Regions from separate parts of the Bicyclus anynana genome. Here region 2 is linked to region 1. A link is a contact called in public Hi-C data. All regions are on one chromosome and are shown on one strand. Each heading gives the region's core, a stretch centred on a gene start, on an enhancer-like site or on the middle of the called end of the contact. The rest is flanking DNA. Distances are from core to core; before and after follow the strand shown. Region 1 has its middle 11 kb from the start of LOC112053827. Region 2 holds the start of LOC112044254 (peptide chain release factor 1).

What was found. Hi-C and Micro-C count contacts between places; a contact is called where the count stands out from the background.
Region 2: a contact with region 1 is called in a Hi-C map of whole body, with 5 times the contacts expected there. The contact joins the promoter of LOC112044254 here to the enhancer-like site in region 1. A contact is called at or near these places in 2 of 2 Hi-C or Micro-C datasets (whole body and whole larva).

What each region holds. Positions count from the first base shown.
Region 1 is chr1:14,724,084-14,728,784 of ilBicAnyn1.1, forward strand. No RefSeq gene overlaps it. Among protein-coding and RNA genes, the nearest start is that of LOC112053827, 11 kb to the left of the region's middle. Within about 2 kb of position 2,353, at least 6 of the 8 cell types and tissues checked have open chromatin away from gene starts, as enhancers often do.
Region 2 is chr1:14,889,846-14,894,546 of ilBicAnyn1.1, forward strand. LOC112044254 (peptide chain release factor 1) reads left to right here and starts at 2,757. Exons shown (of 4, transcript XM_024080047.2): 1 at 2,757-3,456; 2 at 3,834-4,076. The coding sequence starts at 2,874.

The DNA.
Region 1 (4,701 bases), core at 1,103-3,602:
CAGCCGTGCAGCCGACATTCCAGGCGACGCGTTGGCCAACATCCCAGACGACGCGTCAGCCGATATTTTAGACAACGTCTCAGTCAGCGAATCAGCCGACATCTCAGACGACACGTCAGCCAGCATCTCAGATGACGTCCCATTAAACGACACCTCAGCCAACGTCTGAGCAGCCGACGTCTGTGCGGCCGACATCTGTACAGCCGACATCTCAACCGACATCTCAGCCGAAGTCTGAGCAGCCGACGTCTCAGCCGACGTCTGATCAGCCGACGTCTCGGCCGACGTCTCAGCCGACGTCTGAGCGGCCGACGTCTCAGCCGACGTCTGAGCGGCCGACGTCTCAGCCGACGTCTGAACAGCCGACGTCTCAGCCGACGCCTCAGCCGACATCTCGGCTGACGTCTCAGCCGACGTCTGAGCAGCCGACGTCTCAGCTGACGTCTGAGCAGCCGACGTCTCGGCTGACATCTCAGCCGACGTCTGAGCAGCCGACGTCTCGGCCGACGTCTCAGCCGACGTCCCAGGCGGGACGTCATCTGCTCATCATGCTCATCATTCAGTAGGACTATACAGCGAGTCTGCCGTCCGAAGAGCGGGCATTCGCTAAGATGAAAAAGAGAAAAACTCTCATTCAGTATAGATCTACATAGCAAGTCTGCCGTCCGAAGAGCGGGCATTCGCTAAGATGAAAAAGCTTGTCGGGAGTCACGTGGACACTCGACAGCGAACAATACACATCGGCCGTACAAGATGGCTACGATTTTTTCGTTACTGTCTGCATTTGGTAACTAGGTCTATCCAGCGAGTCTACCGTCCGGAGAGCGGGTATTCGCTTAGAATTGAGAATAATCTCTCATCTAACTAGACCGTTGACAAAAATATCTCCAACAAGTTTCACTGTGCACTATCACTATTTATTAATATTCACATTTAACACTGCTCACTTAACAAAATTTGAAGACGTACTGATTGACATTGACAACTGTCAAGCGACATGCCGGCAGATGACGGCGTGATGTTATGTCAAAACCTCATTTATCCAATGAAATGTAGGGTAGGAACACTGCAAACGGGCAAAATTTGGAGGGTAATCTCGTAAGTGGATCAAGCTGAAGGCTCGAACACCTAAATGTTCCATTTTAAAATTAGCGCAAATGTGTTTTAACTTTTAAAATAAAATATCTTAATCCGCTACTTGACGCTAGATGGCGCTGCCCGTTATATAAAGCTTATCGTTATTTCTTTCTGCTCCATCTATTTTTGTTTCTTGTTTGTGAATCAAAAATTGTAGAATAAGATTTAGTAATAACAAAAACGAAAAACCACTTGTTAATACTTATAAACAACATACGTAGGTACAAACTAGGTAAGTCTATTTAACAAACGCAGCTCGGCCGGTACTTAGGTATAAAACTAACAAGAGGCAAGAGCATAGCATAGTCAATCATATCGGTAATGATATGTACGTGAGCAGAGATGCGGTTTTCGCCGCGAGTGGCTCGTTATCATATTATTAGCCGGGACACCGGGCGGGGTGTTGCTAGCTTTATTTTAACGAATCCACCAATTGTGGATCGTTAACAACCAAAAAACCATTAGGTACAAATTAAACATAATTTAATTTTAACATTATAAAATAATAAAAAAATCACCAGTTAATCATTTCAGAAGAATTGGATTCTTAGACGATTTCTGTTATTGTCAATCAATTTTGTTCCAATTTTTTGTACCTACTTAATACGCACTCCTACACTATTTAGTATTAGGTATGTAAGTAGTTGACTATTGCAGCGTTTTCCTTCGCGTTCTAAACCGGTACCAACAGTGACGAAGATGAATGAATAGAATACGTTCTTATAACATAAACATCCAACTTAACTCCTGTAAAATACTGAACCCAATAATTGAAGTAAAAAAAAAAACAAACCTAAAAAAACCCCGGGACGCTCACCAGAATTAGTAATAACTTGAGTAATCTTTTATTAATTGAATCTAATCAATTATAGAATTTAATTAAGAATCCTCGAAGATATGTGAAGAAAATTTTGACTGCAAAAATATAGAAACTTTCAAAATCGTCTGTGGTCGTAAAATCAGTCCGAAGTTCGTTGTGTCAAGTGCAAGTGTCAAATGTGCCAACTACGGCTGTAACGAGTTAGGTACGTTACCATACAGTTTATGCTTCCATATGAAGTTATCACTTAAAAAAAATGCATAAAATTACAAGTGGGATTTCTCGTGATAATTTAAATCTAGTTTGGTTGTTGTACGCATTTTTTTACAAATAGGGCCAGATTGTTCAACCGGATAAAAGTCCAATTCACCAGAAGTAGTGGAAATTCCACAGAGTTGGCAACACTGCGAACCGCGCTCTTTGCGGCGCAGGGCGGGGTCTCGCACCGCCCTCCGTCCGCCACGCCTGCCGCCGTTGCGATCGAATTCATTTTGAATCTGTGCGATCGCGCGATTCTCTGCCAAAACAAAACATGACAATTCAAGTAAAACTAAAAAAAAACATACCATATTTTTTATATTATTTTAAATTGTAGGTATCTAAAGTAGGAGTATGCTATTAATAAAGCATTTTTTTAATTAAGTAACAGGATATCTGCGATCCTGCGAGGTAGGTAGGTACTTTCGGACCTACAGAGATTTAAAAGGTCATATTATCGGCATCCCTGAAAAACGCCCCATACCAAATTACACGAATTAATGACGTCATTGACTCGCTGATCGTTAGATTCGTATCAAACAAAATTACAAATATCTTTGTTATTTGTGCGTTTATGTTTATAGTCCACATATTGATTAGTACCTACATTTTGAAATTTTATACCTAATCTTATTTATTTTGCAAATATCCAGTCAATCTTTGCTTGTCTCATAAAAATAAATATATTCAAGCTAGTCATCATCCCCAATATATATAGGCTGTAACGAGGCTCATGCGTACGTATTTGTGTAAAATTATTAGTAGGTAGGTACTTCGGCGTCCATCATAGAATTTCAAATTGGTAGACCAGTATCCTAGGGTGGGCACTGGACTATTCTAGGGTAGGGTGGGCCCGGAAAAACTTCATGCCACACAACGCAATTTGCTCTTTTTATCATATAATATTGTCATATTATATAATATGTCAGGACAATATCCTGCGATGTGTGGCATAACCCAATAAAGGGCCCCAACTCAGCATAATGCTACATACTCTTTAAATAAAAAGAGCATGCAGCGCTGTCTAGTGTCTAATGAATTATCAAATTCATGAAGTTTTAAAACGATAGGTGTTTCCGTTCCTGTTAATCGTAAAACGTCAGCAGGTGTTGCATTATTTTATATTTCTTTTTTATAACAAAACTTCACATAAAACCACCATCTATCCAACTCTGGTAAGGTTAGATATGAAGGTTGGTAGACACATTTAAAATAAATAATTCTTTTACTTTCATGAAACCTGAAGCTCTCAAAGTTTATTGTTAACTAGCTGACGCCGCGCGGTTTCACCCGCGTGGTTCACGTTCCCGTAAGAATATGGGGATAATATATAGCCTATAACCTTCCTCGATAAATGGGCTATCTAACACTGAAAGAATTTTTCAAATCGGACCAGTGGTTCCTGAGATTAGCGCGTTCAATCAAACAAACAAACAAACAAACAAACTCTTCAGCTTTATAATATTAAGTATAGATAATATTAATATAGATTTATAGTTACCTAACTATAGGTAAGGTAATAAAAAGATTGGATAGAAGCAGGCGTTACTTTGCGGAAGTTCATTATGAATATATAATAATTAATTTATTTTGCTATTATCCGCAAAAAGCCGACGAACCTATGCTGAGATGTTGCAATTGCATTGCATTGCAATTGCAACATCTCAGCTCTCGTTGTAGAGTCAATATCTCCTGAGGATGCTCCGGTTTCGGGCTGAAACGTACGTAGAGAGTATTTTGTTGGACCTGAGTGACGTTGTCGCATGGATACGTCGGCTTTTCGCGGATAATAGCAAAATAAATAAATTATTATATATTCGTAATAAAAAGAAGTTTGTAGGCAAACAATTTTAAAATTTAGCCCCTTACTCGACCAGAGCCAGTTAGCGACCATTAACGGAACATGGTAGATACGAGTATAGTACCTAGAATTATGTATTTCTTTTCTACCTAAATGAAATTAACTAAATAAACACAAGGATAGATGAATTTTACCTATGCACTTACCTACCTATGGGTAGGTACATTTAATGGTGGGCAGCTATGTGATCCTGACAGTTAAAAAACTTATTTAATACCTACTACTCTTCATCAAAAAAATATTATCCATCTTTTTTCCAGACTTACCTATATATACCTACTTATTTTTATCTCCCACTACCTAAACGAAAACTTCCAAATAGTACTAGGTAAGTGCTTAAGTAGACATATAGTTACCTAGTTGGTACAACAGTAAACAATTGATCTTGATCCTTTCCTATAAGTCCAACTCTAAATCACTGAGATATCGAGGTGTAAACTTTGGGAACCAGTGGTTTAAAAGAGGGGATGATAGCGCAGTACACCGTGACGATCCGCTCCCCGTTTAGAGGGCATTTTTTGTTATTAATGCTCCACGGTTTAAGGTTTTTTGAGCAATTAATATAATACGGTTGAATTAAGAACGCTTACCCGCGGGCGTAAACACCTTTCAAGAAAAATTATTC
Region 2 (4,701 bases), core at 1,507-4,006, 170 kb after region 1:
CGTACCCGGGTTAAAACAATGTGCACGTCACTCGATAGATATAGGTATTTAGATGTCCTATATGTCTTCTGTAGGAATCTAATAGTGATTTATTTATGTCGTTACGGTCTCTAAACAGCCTCAGGGTTCGAGCGTGATAACGTTCCTGATAAATGACGCCGCCTTCTATGAATATACTATGAGAATATACGTGAATATACCTATATGTACGTGCGAGTATGTAGGTATACTTACTGAATATCTATAGGTGAATCACAGGCGAAAGTTTGTGTGGAAGTGTGTATGTTTGTTCCTCCTTTATGCTGCGGCTATTGAAGCGATTTGGCTGAAATGTGGAATGGTTACCTACTTTTTATCCCGGAAAATCCATTGTTCTCGCGGGATTTGTAAAAAACTCGCGCGGATGAAGTTGCTAGTATTATAATAATTATAAGCTTCGAAATTATATTTAAAAAAATAAATAATAATGAAGGTGAAAATTTAATTGAAAATTTATTAACGGTAATTTTTGGATGGGTTTGAAGATTTAGTCTAATGTAAAAGAAAGACTGATTAATAGCTACTCGATATATCTATCTATCTATGGCTTGATTTTGTTCCTATCTCAGGTTTATAAAATGTACCTACCTAAAGGTGAAGCCTAGATTGGATTTACTTATATCGAGCACAAAGTAATAAAACTATAATTAAAAAAATATATATTAGGTAGGTACCTACCTAAGTACCTACCTATTCGCATTTGAATATTAATAGAACACGCACACTAACCACACTAACTTATACAATGTGCTTAACCGCACACCTACCTAAATAATAAAGAAAATTGGCCTATTCTTATTTTTTAGAGAAATTAAGAACAAACTCAAATGGCACATTTGCACGAATAATGCGGCGACCATGCGGACTTGCCTAATTATTATAGGTGTTCAAGATTTTATCCTTGCATAAAAATAGGTAGGTTTAATAAGTAAGTTGTTTGTTTACCTACTTATCACAAATCATGGGCAAGCTACTTACCAACAGGATCACTTTATTATTATACAGGCGAAAGGTCGTCTTAGTGTGAGTATTTTACCCAGTATTTTATTTGTTTCTCCTTTAGGTACGTCGCATTTGGCTATAAATGTAACTACATATTTAATGGAAATAGTTTTAATCTGGATTACCACATACCTAGCTACTTTTTATCTTGGGCATGTCTATAGGTCGTTATTACATGCAAGCTTAGGTACTTACCTACCTATAGCAAAAATCTTATTATGGTGTTAAAGATTATTTAGACGATAAAAAAATCTTAATATTGAATTGCACTATACGATTGTGTATTTAGCTCTAGGTAAATTTGTAAAATTGATGATTGATTGATTTGATGATAAACAAAAAAAATACCCTGACTGAGTTTGTTGTGGGCTCTTCTCGCGCTTTAATTTTAAGTTTTCGACAAATTATTATCATAATTATTTTATCTTACAACATTATCTACTTATTATAAGTACCTGACGTTTGAAAAGTGCTTGTGAACTAAGACTAAATTAAATTTAACTTTGACTTAGCCTTTATAGGTAGGTAACCAATACGTGCCTAACAGACAGAGTATGCAGGACATTTGAGGTTTGTAGACTATTGTGCCTTTCATAAAAATTATATTACAATGCGCGGTTCTGCGCCCCTCAACCTATAGCATAGGTGTTAAGCCTCATTTGCCTTTAATTTCATACAAAACGGCAGGAAACGATGTGGTCTGAACGCCAACAATAGCTGTCCACCTGTTCGCTATTAAGATCTAATAACATGCCAAAAGAAGATGACCTACGTCCTTGCGGTCTGTGGGGAAGCCTTTGTAATCCTACCCTACTTGCACCTACCTTTGTTCCTCCTAACAATTTCATTAAAACGAAATGTTTAGGTGGAAACTACCTTATTTAATGATTAGTCTATGAATCTTGAGTCTAGAGATCGTGTCCTGGTGTACAGGACTCACCGTCACCATACCAGGCTGCCGCAAATCACAACCTGGAACCACAACAACCTACCTAACAGTAGCATCCACATAGACGCAAAAATGTAGTCTCACCATAAGGACTTATACGAGACTGAATTTTTCATTTTGTAGGTATTATTTGTAGATAGGTAGGTACGTATAATTAGTTGGGTATACGATATATTGTTATAGATACGGTCTGTAACAATAGATATGTAGATACGGTCCCTTTATGTTTGTATATTACAACAATACAGTTGGTTTTGTTTAGAAGCATTTACTATTCATTGACTTTTCAGTACACGACCAGTTGGATGAACGTTGTAAGAAATGCCATAATTTGCCATTATAAATATTTTTCCATAAATAATTTCCACACACAAATAACTTGTCATTAATGCATTGTATGCAATGCAAATAAAGGTTATCGAATTACTCTATTAAATTCAATATCCCTAGCAAAGAAGCAAACAACATTACAAGAATAATTGTAATGTATTCTGTGATTACCTTTTGAACTATAAATCCGCCTCTATACGTTTTTATCGTGCTTATAACTTTTTAGTTACGCCATCTATATGTTATTAAAGATACTAAAACGAAGAAGTTATATTATTCACTACTAGATGTCGCCTTACGCAAAACTTACTATTACTACTCACTAATAGATGGCGTAGATATCTGTTAGTTTAAACTTATTTCTTTCAAAGTTGACGATTGACTTTGACTTTGACATGAAAATAAAAAATTTTTAGCCGTCTGTTCCAAATTGTATTCTATGGTCTGTTCTCTGTTATGAAATTCGAAAATAATATTTTGCATTTTTGTTTTTTACTGAGATTTCGAAATTAATAAAATATATCCATAATTAATATAATATTCTACTTAAAACATGTCTTTACCAAGATTTACATTTATACGATCAATATGCAAGTTAGAAAATCTAATTCTCCGTCGATATTCGGCCCAAAACACTGTAAACTTGTCTGACCCGGCCGTGCAAAGGTATTTAAACCATTTAATGCTGGAACATGCTACTTTAGAAACAAAACCTCGCAGGAACATCGACGAAGCGAGACGACTCCAAGAAATAAAACCCATAGTGCTAGCTTTGGAACAACGTATCAGTCTTTACGACAGTATAGATTCACTCAAGGAGTTGAACAAACGTGAAGGACAGGACGAAGAAATAAAGAAAATGATCAAAGAGGAAGCGGAAATATACTTAAAACGCATGAAAGAAGTTGATGGTGAATTACAGTCAATAGTTTTGGACCCATTCTTAACTGACGGAGGTGTTTTAGTTGAGGTAACAGCGGGCGCTGGTGGCCAGGAAGCTATGCTCTTTGCGAGAGAACTCCTAGATATGTATAAATCGTATTGTGAATATAAAGAGTGGGAGGTAGATATTGCATCTTTGGAGAAATCTGATCTTGGTGGCATAAGGAAGGTGTCTTTGCTGATAAAGGGTTATGGTAAGGGCTATTTTATCAACAGTATGATCTGTGATCTATAATGCACATCTGTGATAATCTATTTTATATAATAACTGGTAGGACTATATAAGATAGCACATAGGATGGCGATATTTCACAGGCTCACAGACTGCCATTTTTAAATATAAATAGGGAAAACATGTAACATTTTCTATAGCACCAACCATGGGCCTCAGAATTTACTTAATTGTAAAATTGGAATTAAAAATTGGGTTGGAGGTAAAGCTAAAAGGTATCGTACAATATGTTGTCATACTTGTCAAATATTGCAATGGTCAAGCTGTTTTGAAGGAGTGCAACCACAATCACTCTAACAAGATTTTTGTACTTATATTAGATTCACCTTTACTATGCAGGTGCACCGGAACTAATGAAAATGGAAGCCGGTGTCCATAGAGTCCAAAGAATACCCGTGACTGAGAAGGGGGGCCGCATTCACACGAGTACCATCTCTGTGGCTGTGCTTCCGCAGCCCAGTGACCTAGAGCTGGACATACCTGACCGAGACCTGAGCATTGAGACCAAAAGAGCCAGTGGAGCAGGGGGCCAGCATGTTAATACCACAGACAGTGCTGTGCGCATCACCCACATACCAACAGGTAATCTAATGAAAAGCTAAAAATAACATTGTATTGTGCTACCTTCTGATCACTTTGAAGGCAGTTCCAAGCCAGTGATATTAATTATGTCATGGGCTCAAATGAAAGTTTGGCATTAAATACTGGCAAGTAATTTTTTTATTGATTGATTAATTTATTTTTCACACTATGTAAATACAATTTATATTGACTTGACACTGGGAAGTCTGAGATACTGGGTTATATGCTAATTTGGTAACTATCTAAACCCATATATTCGGCATACTTTTGAGCACCAGTCCTGTCTGAGAATGAGAGGGGCTAGGTTTAATAGTCCCAATGCTGATTGGCAGACTTTACAAACAAAAAGAATTGAGAAAATTCTCTGTTATCTAGATTTTCTCACCATGTTATTCCTTCGCTGTTTGTGACGTGTGATATATAATTTTGTAATAAATTAATATCACTTATCACTTTTGTTTCATTGGTATGAAATAGATAGGACTGGGACAACACAGCTGCCATTGGTTGACATTTTTTCCATTTCTCTTTTTTCATGAGATATGTATATCATTAGTAGATGCTAGGTTTTCTGGATGATATAATTTATTTACAGTATACCCTTAACTGTTTGACCCTTAATTTG